Regions from separate parts of the Sus scrofa genome. Here all the other regions are linked to region 1. A link is a contact called in public Hi-C and HiChIP or PLAC-seq data. All regions are on one chromosome and are shown on one strand. The core of a region is the stretch at or near the end of the contact, and the rest is flanking DNA. Distances in the headings are between cores, read along the strand shown.

Region 1 (3,301 bases), core at 210-2,709:
CCTGTAATTAATCAGTCTCCCAAGCAGGATGGAGATCAAGAATCTCCTTGATCCTTCCATCTCTTCAGCCTCTAACTTTTCCAAGGGAAGGAAAGGGCAGGGATAGTCATGCATTCTTAATGACACAGGTTCACCAAGTTTTGTGGCTGGAAGAAAATCACTAAGAGATAGAGAGATATGGGGAACCACTTTGGTTTGTGAGGCATCTGTACAAAACCTCACTGGGCTTTTTTAGGCAAAGGACACTTCCCTCAGATCTCTGGTGGTTCAGAAACGAGCAGCCAGGCAGTCTCCACTTTTACCTTCTTGGTTTTAGGCACTATAAAAAGCACTGTCCCAATTGCCTAGAAGCCTATTTTCTAAAATGACTAAGTTTAGGGAAACACACAAATCCAGCACATCCAATACCATAGGGACAAATTCCTCTAAGTGGTTCTTCTTGTGCCTGCTTCTAATTTGGGTACAGCTGGGAGTCTTTGCTCTCCCCTAACAGCTACCAGCTATTTGTACTGCTGCTGGAAAAAGAGCAGTTGTGCTGATGGACAGCCATTAACAGATTTCTGTAAACACACTAAAGTCCTGGGGAAAAGGTGGACGTTTGTTTTCATCATGAAGTGGGTCCTCGGAGTGCTCTGTGCCAGCTGGGAAGTAAAATGTGGGTGATTATGAACCATCAAGCAAATTGTTTTCGAGACTACAGGGCAGGTATCTCAAGCTAAGGAACATGACCGTGTGAAAAGATAACAACCAGTCAAACATTAGTTGGTAAAGACCTATGCTACATCACAGTTTTAAGAACACTACTCTAGAGGGGCTGTACGCTCTGTTGACTAGTTGTGATCTCTATGCCAGACTAGACAATACACTGTAGACAATAATAACCCAAACAAACCTGCTTTGCCTATTGATACTAAGTCCTCTGTTACCAGTCAGAACAACCAGAATAAGTAGTGAGGAAATATCTCACCTGATCTCTTTCCTTATAGAGTCAGAAAACACTCATTCTATAGGAAAACAAATGTCACATGCTTGCTGCCAGATGGTAAGAAAGAAGCCCATTTCTATACTCACCCTAATATAGAGTGGTTCCTAGATAAGCAGCGTCAGCATAACCGGGAAATTCATTAGAAAAGCAAATTCTGGAGCCCCACCCCAGAGATACGGAATGGGTAAAGGGGGCGCAGATGTACACTTCGACTTGACAGGCACTGTTCTAGATAGTCCGGGCCTGGTGCTGGAAAGAACCTCGCTACCAACTAGCCTTACCCGCTGGCCCTAGGACGGGTAATTAGGGAGCTCACCGCAGTTCCTCCTGCAGTTCGGAAAACTGACACACACATTTCTCTACTTTTACAGCGCAGGAAGCAAGAGGCGCTTCCTTTTTTGCCTCCACCTGGACCAAGTCGCTGATTGGTTTGAATTTGAGACCCGGCAGGGGTCGCTGCTGCCCATAGAGAGAGACCAAGGGAGCGTGGCACGCGAAGCCCAGTCTTTGACATCACACTAAGCTCCTCCTTGCACACACTAGACACACACACAAACATATACAGACACACACACACGCAGACGGCGTACTTCTCTCCGGCCGCTTGCTCCCGCTACCCGCGAGCCGGCCCCTCCCGAGGCAAGTGTGTGCCGGGCGCAGCCAGCAGCGCGGCTAGGAGCGGAGCGCCCTCAGCCAGAGGGACTCGCAGCAGTGTCGGCCGCCGCGCCCGGAGCGGGACCCGCTCGTCAGAGCGCTCAGCGTCAGCGGCCGGGACACCTTGGCGGCACCTCCGGCTGGAAGCAGCCGCCCCCGCCCCCGCCGGGGCTGCAGGACGCCAGGCCGCCACCCGGCACGCTGTTGGGCCCCCTGCCACCTCTACGAAAGCAGGAGAAGCCGGGCGAAGGAGCAAGACGCTCGGCAGCTGGACTCTGTCGCAAGCCCCTAGCGCCCCCTCATCCTGCGCCCTTTCGGCGCCCGCAAAGCGAGATGCAACCGCCGCGCTCCGGCTGAAAGGGGAAGGGGCCGCAGCCATCCGCTTGCCTGGAATCCGGTCCCCGCGGCGGCTGCGCGTCCCGGCCACGGCCCCTCGGGCCCAGGAGTGAGCAGGAGCGGTAGCAGGAGGAGGAGAAGCGGCCAGCCCGGGGTTGGCCAGGGCCAGGGAGGAGGGACGGCGCGGGGGGAGCGCGCGGGGGGCGGGGAGGGGGACCCGGCGGATAAAGATGGCAATGTCTCTCATCCAAGCGTGCCGCAGCCTGGCTCTCTCAACATGGCTGCTTTCCTTTTGTTTCGTGCATCTGCTCTGCCTGGACTTCACCGTGGCCGAGAAGGAGGAATGGTACACCGCCTTTGTGAACATCACCTACGCGGAGCCCGCGCCGGACCCCGGGGCTGGGGCGGCGGGCGGCGGCGGCGGCGGCGGATTCGCCGCGGAGCTGCACACGGAGAAGACCGAGTGCGGGCGCTACGGGGAGCACTCGCCCAAGCAGGACGCCCGCGGGGAGGTGGTCATGGCCAGCTCGGCCCACGACCGCCTGGCCTGCGACCCCAACACTAAGTTCGCCGCCCCGGCCCACGGCAAGAACTGGATAGCCCTCATCCCCAAGGGCAACTGCACCTACAGGGATAAGATCCGGAACGCCTTCCTGCAGAACGCCTCCGCCGTGGTTATCTTCAACGTGGGCTCCAACACCAACGAGACCATCACCATGTCCCACGCAGGTAAGAGGCTCGGCGGGCGCGGGGCGGGGGAGGGGAGCCCGAGAAGGATGGAGACGCCGAGAAGGACCCAGCGCCCGCCTCTCCCTCCTAGCTCCTTTCTGGAAAGTCTGTGCTTTGCGAAAGCCGCGTTTCTGTTCCTTGAACCTACTAAGTTTTGCTATGTGTTACTTCGTGGGGTCTCCAAAGAGTGGGCTAACTGCATGGGATGCGGGGAGGAACCAGAGAGTGTGTTCCATTTCGCCTTGTGCCACTCGGACCAGGCTTGGCCCAGGGGTGCTGGACTAACTTTTCCGAGTCCGATCTGGAAGGTGGGGGACGGGGGACAGAGCTCGGTTGTTGTTTTAGGCCAGTGACGGCCCGGCACCTGTTTGGAACCGGTAGATCTGATAACCCAGCTCTGCACTTGGGTTTGTGCATCAGGTATACTGCTGCCGGCGTGGCGTTTGTGTATCAGGAGGTGGGTAGGGTTACCAGCGCTGGCGCTTGCCACTGCTAACTTGCTCAAGTCGGGTTTCAGCTCTTCGTGGGAGATTAAGAGTAACCCCCGCCACCCACTGGGTTGACGCACGTCATAAATAATACTGAAAATCCTGTGCT
Region 2 (3,301 bases), core at 355-2,854, 250 kb after region 1:
ACTATTCAAAAAGAGCACAAGTGTGTCTAGTTCTTTTTTTTTTTTTTTTTTTTTTTTTTTTTTTTGTCATTTCTTGGGCCGCTCCCGCGGCATATGGAGGTTCCCAGGCTAGGGGTCCAATCGGAGCTGTAGCCGCCAGCCTACACCGGGGCCATAGCAACACGGGATCCGAGCCGCGTCTGCAACCTACACCACAGCTCACGGCAATGCTGGATTGTTAACTCACTGAGCAAGGGCAGGGATCGAACCCGCAACCTCATGGTTCCTAGTCGGATTCGTTAACCACTGTGCCACAACGGGAACTCCTAGTTCTTTTCTGATAATCCCTTCTAAACCAATGTCAGGAGCCCAGCTCATCCCCTTGCCTTGGCTGAGTGCTGCACTGCACCGGATCAGGGAGAGGGGTTGGTGGGTGAGCACGTGAATTATTTTTCTCTGTGATAATTTCTATGCATTGAAGAGTGAGGGTGCCAGGTGAGGAGAAGTGCAGTGACAGAGAGAGGTTTCATTATTTTTGAGACATTTTAGAGCAAGAGTTGCATCATCGTTCATGACCCGACAACAGGCAGGGTCTCCCTCACCTCTCACGGTGACTCTTTGTTCTTGGCCAGAAGAATAAGGGGCAGTGAGGAGTCCCCTGGTGGCCCAGCGGGTTGAGGATCCAGCATTGTCACTGCTGTGGCTCAGGTTACTGCTGTGGCGCAGGTTGTATCTCTGGCTTGGGGAACTTCTACATGCCGCAGGTGCACCCAAAAAAAAGGAGTAAGGGACAGGAGTTGTCTTGTGACACAGCAGGTTAACGATCTGATGTTGTCACTACAGTGGCCTGGTTCTGGGTCTGCTGTGGCGTAAGTTTGATTCCCGGCCCAGGAACTTCCACAGGCCACCGGCAGGACAAGAGAAAGAAAGAGAGACAAGAATGAGAGAAAGGGGTGTTCCCGTCATGGTTCAGTGTTCACGAACCCGACTAGTATCCGTGAGGATGCAGGTTCGATCCCTGGCCTCGCTCAGTGGGTTAAGGATCCTGAGTTGCCATGAGCTGTGGTATAGGCCAGCAGCTACAGCTCCAATTCACTCTTAGCCTGTGAACCTCCATAAGCGGTAGGTGCGGCCCTAAAAAGCCAAAAGGAGAGAGAGAGAAGGAGAGAGGGTGGAAGGGAGGGAAAGAAAGAAAGAAGGAAAATGGAAGGAAAAGAAATGAGGGAGGGAGGAAGGAAGGGAGAAGTTAAAAAAATAAATAAGGGACAGTGAGCTTTCCGCTGTGCCATCAAAGACCAGGAGGCTCTCTGCACCACCCAGTGCCTAGATTCCCCTTCATCAATTTTGTAGCCACACACCCTGCACCGGCAGGATGTCGCTAAAGTCTCCAACGGGGTGGGGGTGGGGGGACCCTGTATTTGCTGGCAGCCTGGAAGGTGACAACCTCCCAAAGTCCTCAGACCTTTCTGGTGTGGAAGGCATTCCCACCCTGTCCCTGCAGGAACAGCCAGAGGGTCTGATCAGAGTCAGGACGCACCCCCGTGGCCCACAACTTGGCTCCCTCTCTGTGCCTCCCTCTAACGTTCCTGGCTTTTTTGTTCTTAAGGATCATTTACCAAACAGTCAAGGGAGAAAGCAGAGCCAGCTTTCCTTGGCGGGCACGGCCCTTGGTTGCCATGAGAGCTGTATACACAACACAGCTGTCGTTGGAATTATACATCTAATGGGAATCGAGTCTCTCAAATCGCTAAGGAAAAAAAAAAAGTCAGAGTTTGGGAATAACATCAATATCTATAAATACATGTGAGTGCAGAGAACTTAATTACAGAATTAAGAACACGATAGAGTTAGGCCTGGAAATCAGACTGAGCCCTGACCTGATGTTATGACCAAAACCCTGTCCATCTAATGAAACAGCCTTTCTCGAAGGTCGGGGAAAATGAAAAGTGATCCGTTTGTCTCAAGCGCTCTCTTTTGTATTGTCTGTATTTGAAATGAGGAGGAAGAGAAAAGGGAGGACATGAATTAGGACCAGAGTTAGGGCTGGAATTTGGGTTTCCTGACCCCATTGTTGCACAGATCCTTGGGCTGCACCACACTGTGTCCATAAATGGACGGGCATCTCCATCAGCTCAAAAGTCCAGGGATGGAGAGCAGGAAAAGCTGAAAGTTGGATAGTATTAGATCGAGAAGAAGCTTGTTGTAGAGTCAGGCCCCATGCCCTGAACAGGAGCCATTGTAACCTGGAAACAGAATTAGGATGGACACAGGGTTCCCGTCGCTGCTCAGCGGTTAATGAACCCGACTAGTATCCATGAGCACGCAGGTTCGATCTTTGGCTTCAGTCAGTGGGTTAAGGATCCGGCGTTGCCGTGAGCTGTGGTGTAGTCACAGATGTGGCTCGGTCCCCCATTGCTGTGGCTGTGCTGTAGGCCGACAGCTATAGCTCCAATTGGACCCCTAGCCTAGGAACCTCATATGGACCCTTGGCCTAGGAACCTCATATGCCAAGGGTTTGGCCCCAAAAAGATTTAAAAAAAAAGAATTAGGATGGACACGACCACAGTCTCTAAGCAGGAACACCCTCCCGTACACCCACAAGGTCAGTCCCGGTGCCTGCTGGCTAATTTAAGCTGGCTAGGAAGCTCCTTGCCTCACCATCTCAAAGTGAGTTATTCCCTTTCTGCACTCACTCCTTCAAAAAGAAATGAAGGCAGCAGCCTGCCCTTCTTCTAGCCCTCCTCTGACACTGAGACTCGCTTGGCAGAAGGTGTAGCAGTGGGTTTGTTTTTCATATATTATGGGGGACCAGATGTCCAGAGAAACTCCTCCAAACTACAGAACCCTTAAAAATATTGGACATTTTTTTTAATCTCCCTTAAGGAGAGTAGCTAAATTGATGGGAAAGTAAGAAAAATCCTTGGAGGCCAGAAGCCATAAGAAAATACTACCCAGAAGGGAGATGAAAACCAAACATGGAATTTCCCCAGGTGAATATGCTGCTCCCTCATGGTCTAGAGATCCACAGTTGTTTTTCTCCTGTAAAGGGCCAGGTAAATATTTTAGGCTTTGTGAGAGCTCCCTGGTGGCACAGCAGGTTAAGGACCCAGTGTTGTCACTGCTATGGCCCTCGGGAGCGGGTCTGATCCCTGGCCCTGGAGCTTTTCACACTGGATGCCGTCACCACAGACAAGCCCTCTAATGAGCTCAGGACCAGAATCCAGCCACTCGTATGACCTGAATTGATTTATGAAAGATTTAAAGTGGGCCCAGACTGTTTCTGTTTTGTGTATACATTCAGTTGCATTACTTTTTAATTTTA
Region 3 (3,301 bases), core at 378-2,877, 220 kb after region 1:
ACAGTTGGAAAGAGCGGTTTTAGGAGTTAGAAGACCTCAGCACTGACACAAGCCTTGTTCCATTGGACCAGCGTGTGGCAGTGGGTTGCTTCTCCGCCTCCTCGCTTATAAAGCAGGAAGGATGGGCTCCTCTGCCCTCACACAGCTCAGCAGCAGCTCTGCTTTGTCATTTGCACCATTAATAGACTGTGTTTTATTAAGGGTTTCTCTTAATAAGCCCAGACATTGGGAAGAATGCTTTCTATCCAACATCTTATTTGATTGACCAAGCAAGTGATGAAGTAAACGCTAAGGCTCTTCTAGCTTTATCTGCTTGGTTCTGAAGCAAAGTGAAGGAGGCACAACAGACTAGAGAGACAGTGGTTTCTCTCCCCAAGGAGGCAGAATGGAGACCAATGTCTGGCCAGCATCATGGCCCCCCTCGTTCTCTCTGCCCTTTCCTGTCCCCTTGTTGAACAGCTAACCTCATTTGTATCTCCTTTATTCTCACCCAAAAGTCATGCCAAGGAATTCCCATTGTATGGCCAAATACTGATTAAAATTCTAGCTTTTGACAGTCCTCTGTGGCTCAGTGGGTTAAGGATCCAGTGTTGTCACCACAGCGGCTTGGGTTGCTGCTATGGCACGGGTTCAGTCCCTAGCCCTGGAACTTCCATGTGCTGCGGGCACAGACATAAAAATAAAATTAAATAAATAAAATAAAATAAAATTATGAGTTTTGCTGTAAACACAGAGAGCTGTAAATTGCATTCTGTGAGCCATAGAAATGGGTTAGGTTATGATTAGATAACATGCATGACTGATCCACTGCTCTTACTATAATAGGCTGCAGATCGAATCCATTAGGTTTTCCAGGAAGACGTGTAAACACATCCATCTAGGTGAATTTCAGTAATTTATTGTTGCGATACCAACTCATGCTCTGGGTCAAAACATCAGGCCTCTTTTCCTTAGCTCTGAGTGAGTCTGTCAGTTCTTGAGGGCTTATTAGTGCCACCACTTTGAGCTGCCTCCTCGGGCCCCCAAACACCAGGTTCTCAAACCAGCCGTGGGTGAATTATTTCTTGGAGGAGGTGGCAGCAATCTGAGGCTCTTCTAAACAAATGACTCGAGGGCTTGCAGTTTTTAAAACAGGCTTCTCCATGTGTTTTATGGAAAAAGAGGTGGTCACAATGGCCAGAGAGGACATACATATTAAAAACCTTCAATTGGCTGTGGTAATAGAACAGGTTAATGTAACGCGAGGCCTGCACATAGAGACCCGAATTGGCCCCTGGCCGTGCTGTGTCTCTAGTGTGAGCTGTTTATTTACCTTATCATTTGCTTAAACTCATCCTGTGGACTTGTATCTCAGCAGATTCACTGCTTAAAATGCTTCCTTCTTTTTGAAAATGTACGTGTAAGAAACTGTGTTCCTATTTCTGCGCCCCGCTCCCCAACCCCTTCCAGAATGAAGTAACCCCCTCCCCTACCTGCTATGTTCTGCAGCTTGACCTTTAAACGAGACCTTGCGTTTCCATCAGAGCCTGTTCTCTAGTTTCTTCTTGCGTTGGACTATCTTGTAACAGGGCGACACTTGCACAAGCAAGAGGAATGAGGCTGTCACATGGCAAAGAGGCTCTTTATGAAATGTCGATGCATCAACCTACATCCAGTCATGCTGAGGAAATAGAACATTACGGAAACAGTGGGGTAGTGGCCAGGGAAAGAAAAGGCACCTTTTGTACGTGAGGACAGGGATAGACAAAGAAGGAAGCTGGGAGGCTTCATGGGATAGGAATAAAGCAGGTTCTCAGTCAATATACTAAATACACTAAGAGCTTCATATTATCTGGCACAATATGTGCCAGACTCACTGTGAAGCGGAGCACTGTGTGGGTGTGTGTACACACAACCAAATCCCATTAGAGGCTACAAAAATAGGATTATCACTATTTTACTGATAAGGAAACTGAGATTATTTATTTTTAGCTATTTAAGCCAGTACTTTTTATACACAAATATAATTTAATCCAGCTATGTTACAGTTATGATGCTTTGGTTTAACATTCAAATCAGTTTTAGTACAGCCTGTCTTTCCAGCCCCATTGCCTATATTCAGTGAGACCAGTCAGGAATGTGGAAGTCACTCTAGGTATTTTAAAATAAGGGAATGTAATATGAGAAATTGATTACCAAAATATTGGGAGAAAATGAACATCAATCTTTACTTTGCACCATACATAAAATTTACTTGCAGTGGGTCATAGATCTCCACATGTGATATATCACTTCAGCAGAACAAAGGATAAAAAAATAACATGATCATCTGAATTGATGCAGAAAAAGCATTTGACAAAACCCAAAAACCCAGTCCATACATACACTAACAGTGAACAACCTGAAAGGGAAATTAAGAAAACAATCTCATTGGAAGTTCCCACTGTGGCTCAGAAGGTTAAGAATCCAGCTAGTATCCATGCGAATGCAGGTTCAATCCCTGGCCTCACCCAGTGGGTTAAGGATCCAGTGTTGCTGCGAGCTGCAGCATAGGTCACAGATACAGTTTGGATCTGGCATTGCTATGGCTGTGGCATAGGCTGGAGGCTGCAGCTTTGATTCGACCCTTAGCTTGGGAACTTCCATATGCCTCAGTAAGCACTGCCCCCCTCCAAAAAAAAGAAAAGAAAACAATGTCATTTACAATAGCATCAAAAAGAATAAAGTATTTACGAATAAATACAAGTATGCAGAAATAAGTACAAGGAGATGAAAGACTTGTACATTAAAAACTGCAAAGCATGGCAGAAAGAAATTTAAAAGGCAGAGATAAATGGAAAGACATACCTTATTCGTGGATTGGAAGATTTAATATTGTTAAAATGATGTTCATAGCAGCCAAAGCAATCTACAGATTCAATGCAATCCCTATCAAAATCCCAATGGAATTTTTTGCGGAAGTAAAAAAAAAAAAAAAATCCTAAAATTCATATGGAATCTCAAAAGACCCTGAATAGCCAAAACAATCCTGAGAAAAAAGAACAAAGTTAGAGGCCTCATACATCCTGATTTCAAAATATGTAACAAAGCTACCAGAATCAAAGAGGTGTGTCATGCTGGCATAAAAATATATAGACCAAGGAAACAAAATAGAGAGCCCAGAAATAAACCCTCCTACATATGGTCAATACCTCTGTGACAAGAGTGTCAATACCACACAGCGGGGAAGAATACTCTTCTGGACAAATGGTGGTGGGGAAAGTGGAAATCCACACTACAAAGGAAGGAAACTGGACCCTTATCTGGCAGGAGTCATGCAGGA
Region 4 (3,301 bases), core at 254-2,753, 190 kb after region 1:
AAAGATTCCAGGAATAGCACAGCACGGAGGAGAGAGCGTTGGGCAAGGATAGTGTGTCCTCAGGACACCCTTGAACTTAAGACAGACGGTTCTCTCTCTTCTTGCCCCAGGCAGGACCTTCTGACTGCTTCTGCCTGGGATCTGGAGTCTTGTGAGAAGACAGATTTCTGACTCATGCAGTCCCGGACCCCTCTGAGGGGTTCTTATGAGCCAAGTTGAGAGGAAGTTTCGTTAGGAACCCCCACTCCCGCGCCTACGAAATGCCCCCGTTCTCCTGCCACTCGGAGCGAGGCTCCTGAGGGCTGGTGTGTGAGACAGCAGTAGCGTTGGGCACATCAGCTGTACAAACGGTAAAGCTTCCAGTCCCTTTCCCTCTGGCTTCCAGTCCCTTTCCCTCTGGCTTCTGACAGCCATCAGGCATAACAATTTAAAATGTCCCTTGTGCTGTGAAATGCTTCCGGGAGTTCTTCTGCCCTTTTGCGTGAGACCCCAGATATCGACGGAAGTGAGGCTTTATTTTGCAGTTGTCTTCCAACTGTGAGAGAAAGAAATTCTGGATTGATTTAAAGGTAGCAACTCTCAGGTTATCCTGAAAGATCTGTGCATGTTTCCCCACTTGCCTTCTTTCCATTAAATGTTCTTCCTGGCCAGAAAGAGAGAAATGTCACTCTTTCTACATTCTCTACATTTTCTGAAACGTGGGAGACTCAGCTGCGAATCATAGAGGACCCTCCTGGGATTCAGACAGATGTTGATGTATCACCACAGGGTTGTGCAGGAAGCGCTTTGGCCCAGGTGTTCGGAGCTTTAGGTCCGAGTCTTGGATCTGCCACTAAGCAGTGGGTGACCTTGGACAAGGCTCTGGGCTGTAGTGGACTAGGTGGTCTCCGCAGTTACCACCGCACTAAGATGTATGGTTCTCATTGCAGGCATCTTTTCCACAAGTCCTGTGTTGACCCCTGGCTTCTAGACCATCGCACCTGTCCCATGTGCAAGATGAACATTCTTAAAGCCCTAGGGATCCCGGTAAGCACAGCCCAGCCTCCAGCCTCGTAATGTCTGTCTTTCTGCATTACCCGCAAAGCAGGGAGGAAACATCAAACCTGGATTTTCTGTGTCTCCTTAGTCCCACAGCAGAGGCGTCATCTAGTGAGAGCCTTCCCACATCTCAACACGTTCCTCCTCTCACTTTTTCTCAGTCTGAGCACCTCTCACCATGACCATTGTATTTGTCCGTGAGTTGAGACGCCACCCCCAGCAGCTCTAAGCTCCCCTCCTGGGCCACAGTGTGTGAGCAGGTGGGGTACTGGCAGGGGCCTCCTGGGGCAGCCGTACATCAATGACCTCCTGTTCTTGGCCCTGCATTGTCCTCGAGCAGACCCGCACCCCTCATTTCTGGACATTGCCCCTCAATCACCCGGCTTCCAGAGGAAAACGCACTCTCCCAGCAAGGGGAGGGGAGGCCAGCTGCTGGAAATCTGGCTCAGGGCCTCTGCTGAACTCAGATCTCTGTGGAGAACTTGAGCAAAAGCAGGAAACCAGAGCCAGAACCACTTGATTCTAGTGCTACCGTGAGGCTGGCGCCCTCAGATATGTGTTTTATCAAATTTAGTCTCTCCCCCAACGCAAAGAGAGTCCTCCCCACCCGCCCAGCTGGCCGGCCTGATGCTCCAGGGAAAGACTTTGCCAGAACCAGACCAAGCAGAGGCCACAGGCTACGTTAGTGAGTGACCAGCTGCTGTGATGAGGGCAGGAAGCAAGCCAGGCCACCCGATCGGCGGGCCACAGAGAGAGATGAGGGAAAAACACAGGCACTGTCTGAAAGAAGCCCGACAAACAGGATACAGAGACCTGCCTCCCCTGCCCCCCTCACTTTGCTACCACCTCCCTCTTGTCACTCCTCATGACTAATGGCAAAGAATAAATAGAATATTTAAAGTCCTAAGATGTCACTGCAGAAGAAAGGATCAGATCAGATATCAAAGGCTTTCTTTAATGCCAAAGGACTAATTATCCGGGAAGATCAGAGTGACTGTTCGAGAGAACACACCTGCAGGTCATGGGTTGGCTGAATTTTCTACCCCGTTCCAGCTGCCTCCATGCCAGCTGTGTGCTGATGTTTTGCAGTCGATACACCAAACACAAATCAACTCGTGTGACTATAGCTTTGAGCTAGCTTTTGAGAAGCAACGCATTCTATTCTGAGACTGGAGTTGTAAATACGTACTACACTCAAGGTGAAAATCAATGACAGTGAACATGAAACCTTAGTAAAAAAACCCGATATCTCGATCAGATATAGTGACTTAGAAAATTAAACTCAGTGTTTTCTTTTTTTTTTTTTTTTTTTTTTTTTTTTTTTTTTTTTTTTTTTGTCTTTTGTCTTTTTAGGGCCACACCCTTGGCCTATGGAAGTTCCCAGGCTAGGGGTCTAATCCGAGCTGTAGCTGCTGGCCTACGCCAGAGCCACAGCAACACCAGATCTGAGCCACATCTGCGACCTACACCACAGCCCACAGGAACACCGGATCTTTAACCCACTGAGGGAGGCCAGGAATCAAACCCACAACCTCATGGTTCCTGCACCATGACAGAAACTCCTAAACTCAGTGTTTTCACATTTCACATTTCTGGCTCTAACTGGTTCTTACCAGGGAGGAGGAAAATGTATGTACCTACGAGTGCTTGTGTGTGTGTGTGTGTGTGTGTGTGTGTGTGTGTGTGTGTGTCAGATTGGTTTCCAAAATCTTTTTTTTGTTGTTGTTTTTTTGCCATTTCTAGGGCCGCTCCTGCGGCATATGGAGATTCCCAGGCTAGGGGTCTAATCGGAGCTGTAGCTGCCAGCCTATGCCAGAGCCACAGCAACGCAGGATCCGAGCCTCGTCTTCGATCTACACCACAGCTCATGGCAACGTCAGACCCTTAACCCACTGAGCAAGGTCAGGATCGAACCCACAACCTCATGGTTCCTAGTCGGATTCATTAACCACTGAGCCACGACAGGAACTCCCTGGTTTCCAAAATCTTTAGCATGCCTACAATTAAAGATCGACAGTCATACCATTTAACCTCATTCCTATTGCTTAGGATATCTTCAAAACTCCCAATTGTCGATCCCTGTTCTCTGTGGTCCAGACAATGAAACCAAACTACCCCAGGGGTTGAATTTTGTGCTAAATAGCATTTGAGTCCAGACTTTCCTGGGGAGGTAGAACTTCTCCAAACTCTACTTGTAAATGACTCAAGAATACAGCTAGTAACTGTTTTTAAAAGAGAATTATTGGGTGTCTTTTTCACTGAC

Evidence for each region. Hi-C and Micro-C count contacts between places; a contact is called where the count stands out from the background. HiChIP or PLAC-seq counts read pairs in DNA pulled down with a chosen protein or histone mark.
Region 2: an H3K27ac HiChIP or PLAC-seq map of skeletal muscle shows a contact between it and region 1, with 16 times the contacts expected there. The contact joins the enhancer-like site here to the promoter of RNF150 in region 1. A contact is called at or near these places in 1 of 5 promoter capture datasets (liver), 23 of 47 Hi-C or Micro-C datasets (adipose tissue, alveolar macrophages, brain and 13 more) and 1 of 2 datasets of contacts at active chromatin or transcription factors (skeletal muscle).
Region 3: an H3K27ac HiChIP or PLAC-seq map of skeletal muscle shows a contact between it and region 1. The contact joins the enhancer-like site here to the promoter of RNF150 in region 1. A contact is called at or near these places in 1 of 5 promoter capture datasets (fetal skeletal muscle), 5 of 47 Hi-C or Micro-C datasets (embryonic fibroblasts, fetal liver, fibroblasts and 2 more) and 1 of 2 datasets of contacts at active chromatin or transcription factors (skeletal muscle).
Region 4: a contact with region 1 is called in a Hi-C map of skeletal muscle, with 3 times the contacts expected there. The contact joins the enhancer-like site here to the promoter of RNF150 in region 1. A contact is called at or near these places in 18 of 47 Hi-C or Micro-C datasets (alveolar macrophages, brain, embryonic fibroblasts and 9 more) and 1 of 2 datasets of contacts at active chromatin or transcription factors (skeletal muscle).

Annotation. Positions count from the first base shown.
Region 1 is chr8:86,086,479-86,089,779 of Sscrofa11.1, forward strand. It overlaps RNF150 (RING finger protein 150), which reads left to right and starts at 1,460. Exons shown (of 8, transcript XM_021101554.1): 1 at 1,460-2,704. The coding sequence starts at 2,206.
Region 2 is chr8:86,338,982-86,342,282 of Sscrofa11.1, forward strand. No RefSeq gene overlaps it. Among named protein-coding and RNA genes, the nearest start is that of TBC1D9, 62 kb to the right of the region's middle. Within about 2 kb of position 1,605, at least 13 of the 83 cell types and tissues checked have an H3K27ac peak or open chromatin away from gene starts, as enhancers often do. A contact at or near this core is called in adipose tissue, fetal skeletal muscle, omental adipose tissue and 1 more, where this site is marked.
Region 3 is chr8:86,311,029-86,314,329 of Sscrofa11.1, forward strand. All of the region lies in intron 7 of RNF150 (RING finger protein 150), which reads left to right. Among named protein-coding and RNA genes, the nearest start is that of TBC1D9, 90 kb to the right of the region's middle. Within about 2 kb of position 1,628, at least 2 of the 83 cell types and tissues checked have an H3K27ac peak or open chromatin away from gene starts, as enhancers often do. A contact at or near this core is called in skeletal muscle, where this site is marked.
Region 4 is chr8:86,273,993-86,277,293 of Sscrofa11.1, forward strand. RNF150 (RING finger protein 150) reads left to right here. Exons shown (of 8, transcript XM_021101554.1): 6 at 930-1,026. Among named protein-coding and RNA genes, the nearest start is that of TBC1D9, 130 kb to the right of the region's middle. Within about 2 kb of position 1,504, at least 6 of the 83 cell types and tissues checked have an H3K27ac peak or open chromatin away from gene starts, as enhancers often do. A contact at or near this core is called in fetal skeletal muscle and skeletal muscle, where this site is marked.